Linked DNA regions of Mus musculus: all the other regions are linked to region 1. Evidence: chromatin contacts called from public Hi-C and HiChIP or PLAC-seq data. All regions are on one chromosome and are shown on one strand. The core of a region is the stretch at or near the end of the contact, and the rest is flanking DNA. Distances in the headings are between cores, read along the strand shown. Region 1 overlaps Runx1 (runt related transcription factor 1). Region 2 has its middle 38 kb from the start of Runx1. Region 3 overlaps Runx1 (runt related transcription factor 1).

Region 1 (5,074 bases), core at 871-3,370:
CTTTGACCTCCATATGTACAGCACAGCACACACACACACACACACACACACACACACACACACACACACACACAGACAGGCACATACACATGTACACACACAGAGACAGAGAGAGAGAGATAGACAGACAGACAGCACACACACAGAGACAGGCACATACACATACATACATACATACATACATACATACATACATACATACATACACAGACATAGAGACAAACAGACATATACATAGAGAGAGACAGAATCATATACATATATACACAAAGAGAGACAGCAGACACATACATAAAAGAGAGACAGACAGACAGACATGTACACACAGAGAGACAGACACATATACACACCATATACACACATGCACACATACACACACACAAAGAGAGAGAAACAGACACATACACGCACAAACACACATACACACACACAGAGAGAAGGGGAGGGGAGGGAGGGAGGGAGGGAGGAGGAAGAGGAGAGGGAGAGGCACACACATATACACAGAGAGAGACACTAAATTTAAAAATGTAAACAAAAGTTTAAATATAAGTAACATATAACAATTAAGGAATAACATTATTTGATTGTGGGCTTAGTTTTTAAACTCTACAGCAATTATTGAAGCAATTTTAAAATATTTATTTATTTATTTATTTATTTATTTATTGTTTAATGCATATGAGTGTTGTATTACTTGCATCATATCTGTGTACCTCATGCTTGTAGTGCCTAGGGAGACCTTAATCGTGTGTTGGATTTCCCTGGGATTGGAGTTAACAGACCGCCTTTAGCCACTAGTGGTTACTAGGAATCAAACCCAGGTCCACTGGATGAGCATTCAGTGCTTTAATGTCTGACCCAGCTCTCTAGCTCCCACAAAACTATTTTAAAAAAAAAATCATTTTCCTACCCGATAGGCAATAAACAAGCTAAAATGAAGTCACATAAAATGTTTCATTCCATTCAGAGGAGGCAGGAAAGCCGGGGGTGGGACTAAGAACCAGGTGCAACAGGCATAAAAGTTAGACCATGGCAGATCATAATCCAACTGTATCTATAAAGGTGAATTGTCTAAATCTACCACAGAGGTTGTCAGAACAAGCTACAAATAAAACTTAACTACCTGACGCATACAAATGGCTCATTTAAATGTAGATTCAGATAGGGCAAGCATAAAAGGGTGGAGAAGCTGTGCTAACACCAATCCAAGGAAAGCCCGAGTTGCTGTATCAAGTTTTCTACAAAGCCGATTGAAGATGGAGCTTTTCAGGGATAAGAGATAAGTTACGTTATGATAGTACGGAAAACCAAAAATACATTTTCCTTCACAGGTGTCCCGTGAACAAAGGGTCTCACTAACTGCAATACAAGGAAAAGCAGACAAACCCATCCTTACGGCAGGAGACTTTAGCACCCTCTTCCAGTCACCGATAGACCATGCAAGCAGAAATTCAGACTCGGCTGACCTGGACAGTATCAGTTTGACCTACAGAACACCGGTAGGCCGCTCCTTTCTTCTGAGGCACACAGATCACTCGCTAAGGCAGACTACACTTGAGGCCACAGAAGACTGCTTGGGTTTGAAGGCATAATCATACAAAGTATTTCCTTAGGCCACAAGGACTTAAACTAAAACCAAACAACACTCTCCCCTCCCCCGAAAAACAAAACAAAACAACAACAAAAACCAGTAACAGAAATATTACTTAGAAATCTTCAAAAATTGGAGATTATCTGGAGATGCCATAGCCACCAAATAAGAGATCTGAAAAGATATGTCGACTGTCAGTTACTTAATGAAAATGAAAACACCAACATTTAGGGACTGGAGACGAGGCAGCTTTGGAAGGGAAATTTCTGGTTCTGAAAACATATTTGAAAGGAAAGCCAGAACGCCAGTAACTAATGCGTATGGGGTGAGGAGGGGGAAAGAATGCCCCACACCCGAGGCAAAGAGAAGTAGCCGTATCTAAAGTGATCAATGAAGCTCACTCCAATCAGAAGAGTAAATAAATGTTCCTGTTTCGAAAACTCAAAGCATCCCGATTCAGCCTTGTGCCCTCCCTCCCTGTCCAAGGAAAGGACACGCGGGGACATCAGCCTAGTTCACTTGAGCCTTTGGTGGCCCTGGCACCTGACCTCACAGCCTGGGTTTTCTGGGTCAGGACGTTGGGGCTCTGCTGTAGTCAGGGCTCTGTTCCTTGAGTATTTGGCGGGCATCTCTAAAACAACAAGCCGTTCACCCTCGATCCATTGAAAATAAACAGTGGGCCATGCAATGCAGGGCCACTTGCTTCTTAACGCGCAAAATCTGCTCTGAGAATGGATAAACCCAAGGGGCCTGTTCTGGGTTTTTCCTTAGAAGACTCCCCCTCTTTCTGCAAGGCAGAAGGCAGAGTCATCCTCAGGGCGCCCTCCCAGTGCAGCTCAGTCATGGGTAGCTGGTGTAATGCCCTCTCGGATGCCTCAGAGAACACAACAGGATGTGAGTCAGGACACAGAGATGTTGAGTCAGTTTCCAGGGTGATGTGTCAGGGCGAGCCCCAGGGGAGGCTTGCACCTTCTCATTTGGGACCCTTGTGAAGAAAGACCCAGGATACCTTGTGTAGGAAAGTGGTGGCGCCCCCAGATGCTTGGAGGATGCCCCACCCCCACCCCCCACTCTGCAATGTCAGCTTTCACAGCCCTGGTGTTGGGCAGGTGACCCAACTGAAAGGCTGCTTGCCTCTGGTGGTTTTGAGCAGTGTTTCCTTTGGCTTCTGCGGTGGGCAGTAAACCCACAACAGCTCCAGAAGTCAGAACAGACAGGAGTCACCCCAGAGCTCCTTCCCCCAACCCCCACTCCCCAGGTAGCCAGCACTGGATTAGCATCGCCTAAGCACACCAGTGAGAACCAGTGATAACAGGAGTCAGTTCCCACCAGTTCTGGATCCTGGAAGAAAAGAGGGTTGTGAAAGAGCCCTGGGATTTGCCAAGCATTTGTCTCCCACTGGCTGCAGACATTTTGGTTAGTCATGTGCGTCTCGGCTGCGGTCACTGTTCCAACGGTTACTTTGAAGGGAGGCATCCAGAGTGAGCCAGGATGGAGACCTGCCTGGTAAGGCTGTTTCAAAGGCCTTCGGGGTCTGAGGGACCCATTCTAAATGACATCTATAGACCCAGGAGGTGACAGGCCACCTGAGAAAGGGAAGAAGGAATTGTGTGGCTTCATCTCCTGTTCCGGTACCCAAATTCCTCACTCATCCCGGGGAGGCCTCCTGACTTTGTGGTCAGGATGCTACAAATCTGAAATGCTTATTCCCAACATCAGGGACACTCCTAACCCCGGTGGCTCGCCCCAGAATCCTTTTCCTCCCAAATCTCTGTTTCCTCATTTTTTAAAAATGGGGTTGGGGGGTAACCAGACTCACCTGCCTCCCAGGTGTGAGAGTTAATTAATGTTTGTGGTACAGCTTTGAGATCCACAGATGAAAGGCTCTCTATAAATGCAAAGTGCTATTCCTCATTAGAGCTGCCAGACAGTTCCCAGGGGAAATAGCTCAGCCCTCGCCACGAGGGAGGCCTCTCCTCTCAGCCAGATCAGTCTGAGACAGGTCTGGAAAGGGCTCTGTATTTAGGCAGAGTCCTCCCTGTGCAAGGGTTCAGGGATAAGTCACCCGCTTCTAGAAAACACGCTGTTTTCATAACACCTCTCATTCTCCGTTGGCACCGTCTCTCCTCCAGACAGAGTGGCCTTTGGCGTCCAGACAGAACTGTGCTTCTGAGGGCACCAAAGGCCCCGTCTGGTCTCTGCAGTGTCCTTTCCTGCAGATAACTTATTTCGCCGAACTTTGTTAAAGAAGCCCCACCCCGACTCCTCACCGCACTGCACGAGCTGCCTGCACCTCTGACGTCCACTTATGTTTTCTAGGCCTGTAGTCAGGCTCAGCCACCATGTGGCAGGTGCCATCCTAGGAGCGCCTGCTGAATCATCCTCTCCTCCATTGCTTTCTCCTCTATAGAGTCTCGAAAGGCTGAGGGTAAAGATGACTTCCTGTCCCCAGCCCCCAGTGGTTCTTCTCCAGCCTCATATTCGTCCTTACTCCTCCCTTAAATAAGGTGAGGAGAAATTCACTGTCAGGTGTCAGAGGCCCCAGGTAGTTTAGTTTGGGAGCTTGGGCTCAGCCCTTTGTATGGAGGGACAAGACTGTCACTCATACAGAAGCTGTTGACACCTCCTGTGGGAAGCTGCGAGTGAGCGAGCGGGAGGACCTCATGCCTCTGGGTGTCTTACAGAGTGGAATGTACTGACAGTAGCACACACTGCAGGCTCTATTCATGTGGCTCAGGTCAGGGGATGTTGGAGATGTTGGTCCGGGCTGCCTGCAGAAGGTGGCTTGTTCTGTCCAGCTTGCTCTGGGCTGCTGCTGGGTCTTCAGGGGAGCACCAACTGTCTTTTGAAAACTGGATGCAGTAAGAGCTGGCCCTTGGGCGGTCACATTAAGTGAACAGCTGAGACTTTATGAGGGTCCTTAACATGCCTTAGGGTGATGGTAGGCACCAAGAAAGGAGTGGCTATTCTTCTTTGGAATTGCAGAGGGTGGTGATGATGGATCTATTATTACCTGTACAATGTCAATCAGGGCCCAGCCTAGATTGAAGTCCGACCTAATCCAGGCTCTATCAAGCCACTAGGTGGCTTTGTTTCCTTTGGGGGGTCACCGCTACCTGCGCAGCTCCCAGATCTCTGTGCCAAGGGCTGTCACTGAGCCTACACTCGGGACCCTGGTGGGAGAGCAGAGGTCACCTCTACCCCAGCCCCATGGCCTGTGCGTGCTCAACCTTGTAGTCTAGCATTGTACTACTCACTTTGTTAAATGTTAGAGCTGCTTGGGAATTTCTAAGGTGGCTTAACGGACAGAACTCAGGCCCTGTCCCCTGTGTTCCTCTGACCAGGGTATTAAGCAGAGATTACAGCGTTCATTCTTCCGCAGAGTATTAAGAGAAATTCATATTCATGGGGACAGAAAAGAAGATCCAATGCAATATCCTCTAGAATATTCCCCAAAACAGAACAGATGATGCCGGTTGTGCT
Region 2 (5,074 bases), core at 1,556-4,055, 240 kb after region 1:
CTACATAGAAAAAGGATCAAATATATTTAATACACACTGTAAGAAAAAAGTGACTAACAAGAAACAAAGATACTCCAGCCAAGGGAGGCCACATAATTTGACACAGAATGGCACCACTCTCCCATCAGAGTGACCCAGCAAAATCACACTGCCCACATTATAACAGGCAACAGATGAGTCACTTCTCTTGCTTTTGTGACAGAATAGCTGACAGAGATCTCTTAAAGGAGGAAGGACTGCCTGACGTTTTAATAGAGAGAGATAGAACACTTGATGCTGGGGACCATGAGATGGCAGGTGCATGAGGCCGCTTGCTCACATGCTGGAAGGTGAGGAAGTAGTGTTCAGGCCAAAACTAGGGCTTAGCTATGATTCCAAAGGGCTTCCTGGCACCCAGTGACTCACTTCCTGCAGCTTGGCTCCATCTTTTAAATCTCTTAAATGATTTCCCATAGGAACACCGTAGTCTGAGGACCCTGTGTTCAAATACCCTAACCTGGTGTGGGGTAATTTCACATTTACACTATTACAGATGAGATCTTATTTAAACTGTCAAGTTCTCGTATTGCTAGGAGGAATACACAGAGAGAGAGACACACACGGGGACACACACACACACACACACACACACACACACACAATATTAATATGAAAAATATTTGAACATTTTTCTGAAGTTGAAGGGTGTACACATGTCCTCTGACTAGAAATTGAAGAAACCAAATTTATAAAAGAAGATATCTATATACTGTTGCGTGACAAGACTTTTCCTGGGAAGACACAACACACAAGTCTACTCACTTCAGATAGAGATCCCATGACAGAACAAAGTATGGATACCAACAGAGTCCAGTTTGGTGAACCAGTGAGTTTTATTGGGCTACTTATAGGAGTATGAGAGAGGAGTTACTCACCGAAGCAAATCAGTGAACTACCACTATAAAGCCCAGTGCATCATGGGTAACAGCTCACAAAAGCTGAGAACATGGAACGCACTGGACAGACTGCAGGCAGCTCACTGGGTTGAAGACTGTCCTTTCTAAATGACTCAGTTGGTCTAAACCTCTCCTAGGCAACCCGGGTGGTTTCTGCTTCTTCTAAGAACCAGGTCTGGTCTCGCAATCTCCTTTGCAGCTTTGATCTTCTGACAATGACTCTCTGTGGCCTCTATTGCTGACTGACAGGGAGGGGTTTAGTCAAGCTGGTCAGTTCCAGGGGCTTGGTGAAGCTGTTTGGAATGGGTTACCTTCTGGTTTTAAGGGCTTTCCGACAGGATGGAATGTTTCAATCTTGAGGAAAGTGCTATGCAATTTTCATAAGTGAAGTACAGACATGAGTGGTAAAGCCACATGTAAGGAATATTATTAGGGACATGAGAAACTCTTACAAGCATTATTCTTAATAGCCACAAATGTTAAGCAATAGAAAAATGGATACAATGCGTGATCATAGAATGGGATACCATGCAATAAAATAAGTGAATAAACGAGTTGTTGGTACACAGAGGAATGTCACAAGTTGAAAGTCGAGGCAACCTTATCTCATCATCTATATAAATTTTACCCAAATGCACACTTAGGCAATGCTGAGAGTGCAAACATGTTTATGTATAGGTATTGTAATAGTTACTTGACTTGTTTCTATGATAAAGTACTCTGACAAAAGCATTTAAAGGGGAAAGAGGTTATTTTGGCTCACAACTGGACTGGAGCACATCCATCTGGGCAGAAAAGTCATGTGACCTAGAACTAGAGGCAGCTGGTCACCTGCCATCCTCAATCAAGAAGCAGAGACCAGTGAATGTCATGCTCAGTTCATGTTCTCCTCTCTCTCTCTCTCTCTCTCTCTCTCTCTCTCTCTCTCTCTCTCTCTCTCTCTCTCTGTTATATATATATATATATATACATACATACATACATACTGGAACTTCAGCCTAGGGAATAGTGCCACCCATGGTAGGCAGGTCTTCTCACCTCAATTAAACTAATAAAGATAACACTTCACCCACCCTCCAAAGGCATATGCAGGAGACCCATCTCCCAGGTGATTTTATATTTCAGCTAGTTTACAATCAAAATTAAACACTGAAGGCAGCAAAGGAGAAATGGAGAGTTTTGGAAAGTGACAATGTTTCCTTTTCTTATTTGTGTGCTGCTTTATAAGTTTGGCCATCTTGTAATTAATCAAGTTTTACAAAATCTGCATCTATGTCTATTTTTATCTATATCATTTATATATCACTTCAATCAAAGTTCTCACCTAAAGACAATAAAATCCTATCAGGCAGTTTTAACGGATCTTGGCCAAAGGTTCAATTTTCATATTACTGCAGTAGATTCATTTTGCCCAACAGAAAATGGTCAGGTTGTAATTTTAATTTAATTTTCTGTGAGAAAAGTAATCACAGGTCAGAATAAACATGTAAAATAAAAACGCCTGTGACTCCTTGATGCTTTTAGTTTTACTTGGATTTCTGTTGCAAATACATATGGAAACAAAAGAAAAAGTTCTGTAGGTTGAATCAGTCCATTAAAGAGTTTTAATTTTTTCCTGAGTTTTGTTACCAAGTAAAATCATGAGGTCAGTTCTTTACAATAGAGTCATCTTCCCATGCCCAAAGCACACGGACACATTTCATTTTTGTTCCTCTTTATTTAAAATGAACAGTGGGAGTTCAATGACAACTCATCTTCTGTAATAACTTCGCAAAGCAGGCTGGGAAAGAATGACTCCACTTCCTTGTAATGATGAGAACACTGTGCTGTGTGGGGCTGCTACCATGGTGATGAGCCAACTGTACTGTGTGGTGCTGCTACCCTGGTTCTTGAGGATCACACATAGGGTGAGATCAGGAGCTAGGATGCAGAGGTGGGGACAGTGGCTGATGTGGGGTTTCCCCCTCATCTAAATGTTCTCTGGGTCTGGGGTGAGAAAATTCAGAGTCCTTGGTTTCTGCTCAGCACTGGCAAAGCTGTGAAGGTGAGCTGTGTGCTAGGGAAGGTTCAGCTGCTGAAGTGTGACCTGAATCCCATCCCTAGAATCTATACAAAAGCATAGAGCTTGGTGGCTTGCCCTTGTGAGCCCAACACTGAGAGTCAGGAAAAGGAGGATCCATGGGGCTAACTGGTAACGGGTCTGAGACGACTTCTCAGTGAGAGTGGATAACCTTGTCATGTCCAAGGCTGTCCTATGGCTGCCATGCATTTATACAGACTTACACACACACACACACACACACACACACACACACACACACACACACACACACACACTCACAGACACTCACATACTTTCTCACACACACAAACACACACATATGAACACTCATCAACACACACTCATACTCTCACACAGGCACATACACACACACAGTCACACACTCTTACACACAAACACACACATACAAACACTCACCAACATACACTCATACACACACACACACACACCCACACACACACACACACACACACACACACTACAAAGAAGGAATGTCATCATTAGACAACTCGGAATTGACCTGTTGAAGACCTAGAGAGAGACATGACTGGTACCCAATTTTCATGAATAGATCCTCAGGAAGTTGTAGAAGAATGAGCCCAGTCTGATGGCACAGACTTGAATTCCCAGCTCCCGAGAAAGCTGATTTAGGAGGATAGTGAGTTCAAGGTCAACCTAAGTAATTTGGGGAGAATTTATGTCAGAATAAAAAAATCCATAAGATCTTGGGGTTTGGTTCAGTAGTAGGGCTTTTGGATGGCATACTCAAGACCCTGGGTTCAACTCTAAATATTGTAAAAAATAAAAGTAGAAAAATGAGATATTCTGTTCTATATTTGTATTGACTTAAAAGGCAGAAAATGAAAAGTATGCAGAATAATATAGTGAAAACCTAGTTTCAATATGACAAATCTGTTTCTTAAAAGGTTCCACTGTTCCATAAAGCAGAACTTAAAATCTACCAACCCCTCTGAACTGCTTCCTGGTGTCCTTTGTCTGGAAAATCACTGGGAGGACTGCCTTGTGAGAGCGTAGAATATCCCGGAGTGCGGGAGGAGGAGGGGGAGCATGGGATCTGGAGGAGCATGGGGAAGTGGAGGAGCATGGGGAGGAGGAGGGAGAAAGACAGCATGGGAAGTGGAGGAGCATGTGAAGTGGAGGAACATGGGGAGGAGGAGGAAGAAAGAGAGCATGGGAAGTGGAGGAGCATGTGAAGTGGAGGAGCATAGGGGGAGGAGGAGGAAGAAAGAGAGCATGGGAAGTGGAGGAGCATGTGAAGTGGAGGAGCATAGGGGGAGGAGGGAGAAAGAGAGCATGGGAAGTGGAGGAGCATGGGGAAGTGGAGGAGCATGGGGAGGAGGAGAAAGAGGAGGAGGATGGAGAGCATAGGAAGTGGAGGAGCATGTGAAGTGGAGGAGCATAGGGGGAGGAGGGAGAAAGAGAGCACGGGAAGTGGAGGAGCATGGGGAGGAGGAGAAAGAGGAGGAGGGGCGAGAGTATGGGAAATGGAGGAGCATGGGGAGGAGGAGGAAGAGGAGGAGGAGGAGAGAGAGTATGGGAAATGGAGGAGCATGGGGAGGAGGAGGAAGAGGAGGAGGAGGAGAGAGAGTATGGGAACTGGAGGAGCATGGGGAAGTGGAGGAGCATGGGGAGGAGGAGGAAGAAAGACAGCATGGGAAGTGGAGGAGCATGTGAAGTGGAGGAGCATAGGGGGAGGAGGGAGAGGAGGAGGAGGGAGAGCATAGGAAATGGAGGAGCATGGGGAGGAGGAGGGAGAAAGAGAGTATGGGAAGTGGGGGAGCATGGGGAGGAGGAGAAAGAGGAGGAGGGGTGAGAGTATGGGAAATGGAGGAGCATGGGGAGGAGGAGAAAGAGGAGGAGGGGTGAGAGTATGGGAAATGGAGGAGCATGGGGAGGAGGAGGAAGAGGAGGAGGAGGAGAGAGAGTATGGGAAATGGAGGAGCATGAGGAGGAGGAGGGAGAGCATGGGGAGCATGGGAAAGATAAGAAGAAGAGATGGAGGAGGAGGAAGAACATGGGAAGTGGAGGAAGATGGGGGAGAAGGAAGAGGAGGAGG
Region 3 (5,074 bases), core at 1,174-3,673, 180 kb after region 1:
TGTCCGAAGAAGATGTTGGAGGGTACAGTTAGAAGTGTGGAAACTCTGACATATATCTTTATAATCAGTCTCTCAGCCTACACACTGTCATATGTTTATGACAACATTTCACAGGAAGGAAGCCCACTTGACTTCTTTCACGAAAATGGTTAAAACAGTAATGAGATAGTTTGGGTCACTCCCTGACAACCCCTTCCTTAGCGTTCTTACAACTGGGCTCCGTGTTACCTGAAGCATCCAAGCATCCTTCAGGATGTCCCACGTCTTACACTCATCTCACGAGACAGCTGGGTTTCCCCAGTGGACTCCATCTCATGTGACAACAGAGCTGAGACACACTCTCTCCACCCCTAAGACACGGACATTCTTTGGCCTGAATCCTTGCTCCTTCAGGATTGTCAAGTTAAGCTGTTTATTACCAGTGTCTGTGCTAGCAACTGTACAGAGATGCCTGGGTATCCTGGCTAGGTGCAGATATCTCAGCAGAAGTTAGATGAGGAGAGCCACTCCAGAGTGAGGCCGTGGGGAGAAACACACCAAAGGACAGACATGTACAGAGGAGAGCCATGCACAGCGCCAGCCACTCAGGGGACTTGCTCAGCAGAATTGAGGTCCATTTTAAAGACCTTCCTGGAGGAGGGGATGGGAAAATCACAGGGCTTTTCTAGAAGCCCTTAAGAATAGGCTGGATTCCTCCCCCCAACCACGATTTCTGTACTTTTATTTTATGTGTATGAATGAGTGCCAGCATATGTGTCTGTGCACCTTGTGAGAGCAGTGCATCAAGAGGCCAGTAGAGGGCGTTGGTGCCCTGATATGAATTGCAGGCGGTTGTGCGCTGCTGGGTGAGTGCGGGGAGCTGTAAGAGCAGCACACACTTAACCACTGGGCCGTCTCTCCAACCACCTTGTTAATTTTGTTTTTGTTATTAATCTTTAGTTAGCATAAAAATAGCAGGTTTCACGATGACATTTCTATGTATATAAACACACATGTATATGTATATGTGTATATGTGTATGTGTGCATGTATATGTATATAGTATTTTGCTCATATTTATCTCTAGCACTCTCCAAATCCCCTTACCTCACTGCCCTCCCTCTGGTCCCCCTTCTGTTGTAAGAACATATTTATCTGGCTTTTTATTCATCAGATACACACAGACAGTGATGAAGGGTATTGGTGGTCTTTTCCCCGTGTTCTCTAGAATAGCAAAGGTGAACTTGAAACTCTAACTTAGGTGTCAGGATCCAGAAGGCCCTCGGCGATAAAGGGGATGCCATCATGTGTTGCTCAGTGGCCCCTTCTTGGATGATTTAACATCAGCTCTTAGATGCCATTTGCTGTGACATAAGATGTCCACTTAAGTGGTTGTGTGTGTGCATATGTGTGTGTATATATGTGTGTGTGTGTGTGCACATGTGTGTGCATGTGTGTGTATGTTTGTGTCCACTTTGTAGTCCACCACAGCCTCAGAGTCATTGCAATTCCCCTGCCTCAGCTTCCTCAAAGCCGGGATTATAGGTTGTAACCACCACACTGACTGTCACTACTTTGAGAAGTAGGTCCTATGGAGCCAAGAAGGCAGCTTTCCTGTTGATTCTCAATACCACTCTCTGCTTCGGAGGGTCAAGCTGTTTGGTTCCCAGTGAGTTTGTGGTCATACCAGCGGTTACCCACTGACTTCTCATCTGCCTAGCTTATCTGATAACAGGCAAATGGGGAAGAGCTTTTAATACCCCCTGAAAGGGGAAGGAAGATGGGCACGCAGTTATTCACATCGTGGAACCAGGCCAGGGCACATGACTCCAAGAAGGAAAACTATCTCCATGCTGGACTCTGGTGTCCCCTTTGCTTTTGAATCTGGTATTTCAGCTCTCTGTGCCCATCTTTCTGTGTGTCTCTGTCTGACTGTGTGCCTCTGTCTGTGTCTGTCTGTCTCTCTGTCCGTCTCTGCCTGTCTCTGTCTTCCTCCGTGTCTCTGTCTCTTTCTCCTTCTCTGCCTCCCTCCCTCTCTCCTCTATTAAAACCAGGTCACAATAGCCCATGACGCAGAAAGACAAGAACTCTAGGTTCCAAATGTGTCATTTTCAAGACAGTTTAGTTCAAGACCAGGGTCTGCAAGCCTTGCCATTCCCCCGACTCCCGTAGCGCCCCCCCCCCCCAGGTGTCAGCAACCCATCAGGCGTCAGGGTTCCCTGCTACCCTCTGATCAGCTCTGCACTGCACTAAGGAGTTTTTTATGGAAAGCAATGGTCCCAGTGGCTGAAGGGTCCAGCAAGTGGCTGGTAGAGCCAGCAAGGAGCGATGGAGGGATGGTGTGAGGAGGAGACAGGAAGGGAGGCGGTGACACAGGCCTTCACAGGGCCGCTGCAGCTAGGAACTGCTGCAAAAGCAAGCTGCCCACGTTATCAGTGGCGCGCAGGCCTGCGGTTTTCTCGCTCTTGCAACCCGGCTTCAACTGCCGGTTTATTTTTCGACAAACAGGATGCCTCCATCTGAGGCTGTCAGCATCCCAGGCTCTTTGAGAAGAAAAGAGGTAGTGAGGGCCCCACCCTAGAGCCCAGCCGGGAGGGGTGGGTGAGAGGTCCTGTTTCTAGATGCTTCCCAGAGAAGTGAGAACCTAGCAGGTGCAGTGGCCAGGGTTCAGGAGCGTGTCAGGAAGGGTGGGGGTGGAACTTACACCTCCCACCCCCACCAGACTTAAATGGACTCCCCACCTCTGCATGGGTCCCAAGGCTAAGAGTTCCAACTATAAGGGGATGGACAGCTTGGGCATGGAGAAGCTTGCTTCTGAATGCCTGTGCAGAACACTTGAGAGCCACCAAGTGCTGATCCTCTGGTCCACAGACCAACCAGTCCTAAGATGGGAAGTGCTAGGGCTGTTAGCATGAAAATGCTTAAGGATGCACAAGGATATAGTGGATGGGAGAGTGTGTGTGTGAATTTATTCCCTGGTTTTATGAGAGCTACTTTGTTAATGGGAAATGGAGTTTCTTTATGTTCTAGAAGGAACGGGAGTTTGAAGCAGGGAAGGGATTTGAAAATCTCAGCTAGAGAGATGACTCAGCTGTGAAGAGTGCTTAGTGTTCTTCCAGAGGACCAGAGTTCTCTTCCCAGCATCCACCTCAGGTAGCCAAGACTGCCTCTAACTCCAGCTCCAGAGTAATTAGGTACTTCTGGCCTCTGAGGGTATCTGCAGTCACATAAAGACACGAGAGTACATGTGCCCTCACACAGGCACGTACACGCACACAGACATAGAAACACACACATATATACACAGAAACACACATACACATGAAGCACACACACACACACACACACATACGTTCATGCACACACCACACATACAGACACACAGGAGTACAGATATCTACATTCATGCACACACACATCCACAAACACACACACACACACACACACACACACACACACACACACACACACACACACACACACACAATAATAAAATCTTTTTAAAAATCCTAGCTGGGAACGCCTTCAGAAACGGGAGAACCCAGATCAGTCTTTCATCCAAAAGATGGTAGGATCTGACAGAAAATACTCCGAGCTGTGCAGCCGAGCCAGAACCCTGTTTGTCCCGGGAAGCAGACGTGTCTTCCATGCGGATCTTCACAGACATAGTTTTACAGAAACTGGGTTGTAGTTAATGGCTCAGAATTTAGATTCCAAATTTTAGATCCCAAAGCTTAACTTGTTCTCAAATTAAGCCTAGCACTGTGGCCTGAACTTTAAAAAAAATGAATACCCTGAATTTCATATAATTAGCAGTGTCCTATGTGGAGAACTGAGGAAGCCGACTAGGAAATCCACTGTGTTTGGACTGCTCACCAGCGAGAAGACACAAAAACTACCAGATGCTCCGTGTACGCCTGAAGTTACATCAAGATTCCATTTTGACATCACCACAAACAGTCAGGGCTTCCTGTTACAGACTGTCATTCAAAGACCTTGGAAGCTACAAGGACTATTAAGGTACTGAGTTTCGGGCTCCCCCAGACTTGGGGTTTCTCAGGTGAGCTGTAGAAATTTGTACTGTCAAGCCAAGGACTCGGCGGTATGAAAAGTTCAAGCAACTTTACTGTGGCCTTCTGAGCACAGGCAAGGTTGCCCCTGGCCTGGTCTGATGCCTTTCTTGCATTGCTGATGTCCTGCTGAGTTAATTTTTTTTATTTACAGAGTGTTTTGGGCCTAACTTTGCCTCTCTACCTAGATGGCAAGTTCTGGAAGGCAGTTATAGGTAGTTTCATGCTGGCATGGCAGGTCATTTTGTAGCAGAGAGTCACATGCGTGGACCACCCCAGCAGATCTACGGATGCTCTTGACTGCTAAGTGAGCTAACAGTCTTACCTACGTGGCTTTGGTTTCAGAAGAAGCTGAGAAGAAAAATGAGGTAGCGAGTGGGGAACATTTCATAGGAACCTGGTTATGTGGTTAGTGGGAGTGGGGGAGGAGAATGGGGGAAGGGACTGGGGGAGGGGAGTGTGGATCTGCTCAGCTGTCAGCTGTGTGGATTACAGAGAGAATGGCTTCCAATGTTTTACAACATATTCTAGCTTCAACTCACCACCTCCATAGATCAAATGGTGGGTGTTTGCTCTACACTCTCACCCTCCCATGGTGGATGGCCTGGGTGGCCTCTTCCACAGTCTTCTTCTCTTGTTGCTCTTCTTGGCTTCCCCCGTTTTCTGCTTGACTGGTGGGCATTCCAAACCCTCACTTCCAAGCTCGTCAGAGGGGCTTTTAGTCTCTTACATGTAGCTAGGCAGAATAAAGGCATGCTTATATATGACTGAATCAGAGTAAGCTACTTTAGGGAAAGCAATAGAAATACCCCACTTAATCCCAACATGGCGAGCTTAATTGGCCGTGTGGTCTTGGGCTCCATTCTTAACCTTCCATGGTTTTGGCTTGTCATCTGAACTCTGAGGCACAGTGTGTTCATTTTGCATATCAGCTTGACCACACTGGCTCATGACTCTTTGGGTAGGTGCATGAGAGATACCTGATGAGCCTTGGAGAAAGCCAGTGTGCCCAGTCTTTCCATGCA

The links. A called contact is a pair of places that touch in the nucleus more often than the background predicts. HiChIP or PLAC-seq counts read pairs in DNA pulled down with a chosen protein or histone mark.
Region 2: a BATF HiChIP or PLAC-seq map of CD8 T cells shows a contact between it and region 1, with 11 read pairs. The contact joins two enhancer-like sites. A contact is called at or near these places in 4 of 484 Hi-C or Micro-C datasets (bone marrow-derived macrophages, macrophages, myeloid progenitors and 1 more) and 4 of 115 datasets of contacts at active chromatin or transcription factors (CD8 T cells, the HPC-7 cell line, embryonic stem cells and 1 more).
Region 3: a contact with region 1 is called in a Hi-C map of myeloid progenitors, with 2.6 times the contacts expected there. The contact joins two enhancer-like sites. A contact is called at or near these places in 3 of 484 Hi-C or Micro-C datasets (Th1 cells, bone marrow-derived macrophages and myeloid progenitors), 2 of 115 datasets of contacts at active chromatin or transcription factors (the HPC-7 cell line and acute myeloid leukemia) and 1 of 9 other capture datasets (embryonic stem cells).

What each region holds. Positions count from the first base shown.
Region 1 is chr16:92,618,446-92,623,519 of GRCm38.p6, forward strand. The region is part of intron 6 of Runx1 (runt related transcription factor 1); the gene reads right to left. Among named protein-coding and RNA genes, the nearest start is that of Gm30224, 25 kb to the left of the region's middle. Within about 2 kb of position 2,121, at least 171 of the 459 cell types and tissues checked have an H3K27ac peak or open chromatin away from gene starts, as enhancers often do. A contact at or near this core is called in CD8 T cells, the HPC-7 cell line, Th1 cells and 4 more, where this site is marked.
Region 2 is chr16:92,861,611-92,866,684 of GRCm38.p6, forward strand. No RefSeq gene overlaps it. Among named protein-coding and RNA genes, the nearest start is that of Runx1, 38 kb to the left of the region's middle. Within about 2 kb of position 2,806, at least 48 of the 459 cell types and tissues checked have an H3K27ac peak or open chromatin away from gene starts, as enhancers often do. A contact at or near this core is called in CD8 T cells, bone marrow-derived macrophages and regulatory T cells, where this site is marked.
Region 3 is chr16:92,799,333-92,804,406 of GRCm38.p6, forward strand. All of the region lies in intron 2 of Runx1 (runt related transcription factor 1), which reads right to left. Among named protein-coding and RNA genes, the nearest start is that of Runx1, 24 kb to the right of the region's middle. RefSeq lists enhancers at 2,164-2,696, 2,318-2,552. Within about 2 kb of position 2,424, at least 132 of the 459 cell types and tissues checked have an H3K27ac peak or open chromatin away from gene starts, as enhancers often do. A contact at or near this core is called in the HPC-7 cell line, Th1 cells, acute myeloid leukemia and 2 more, where this site is marked.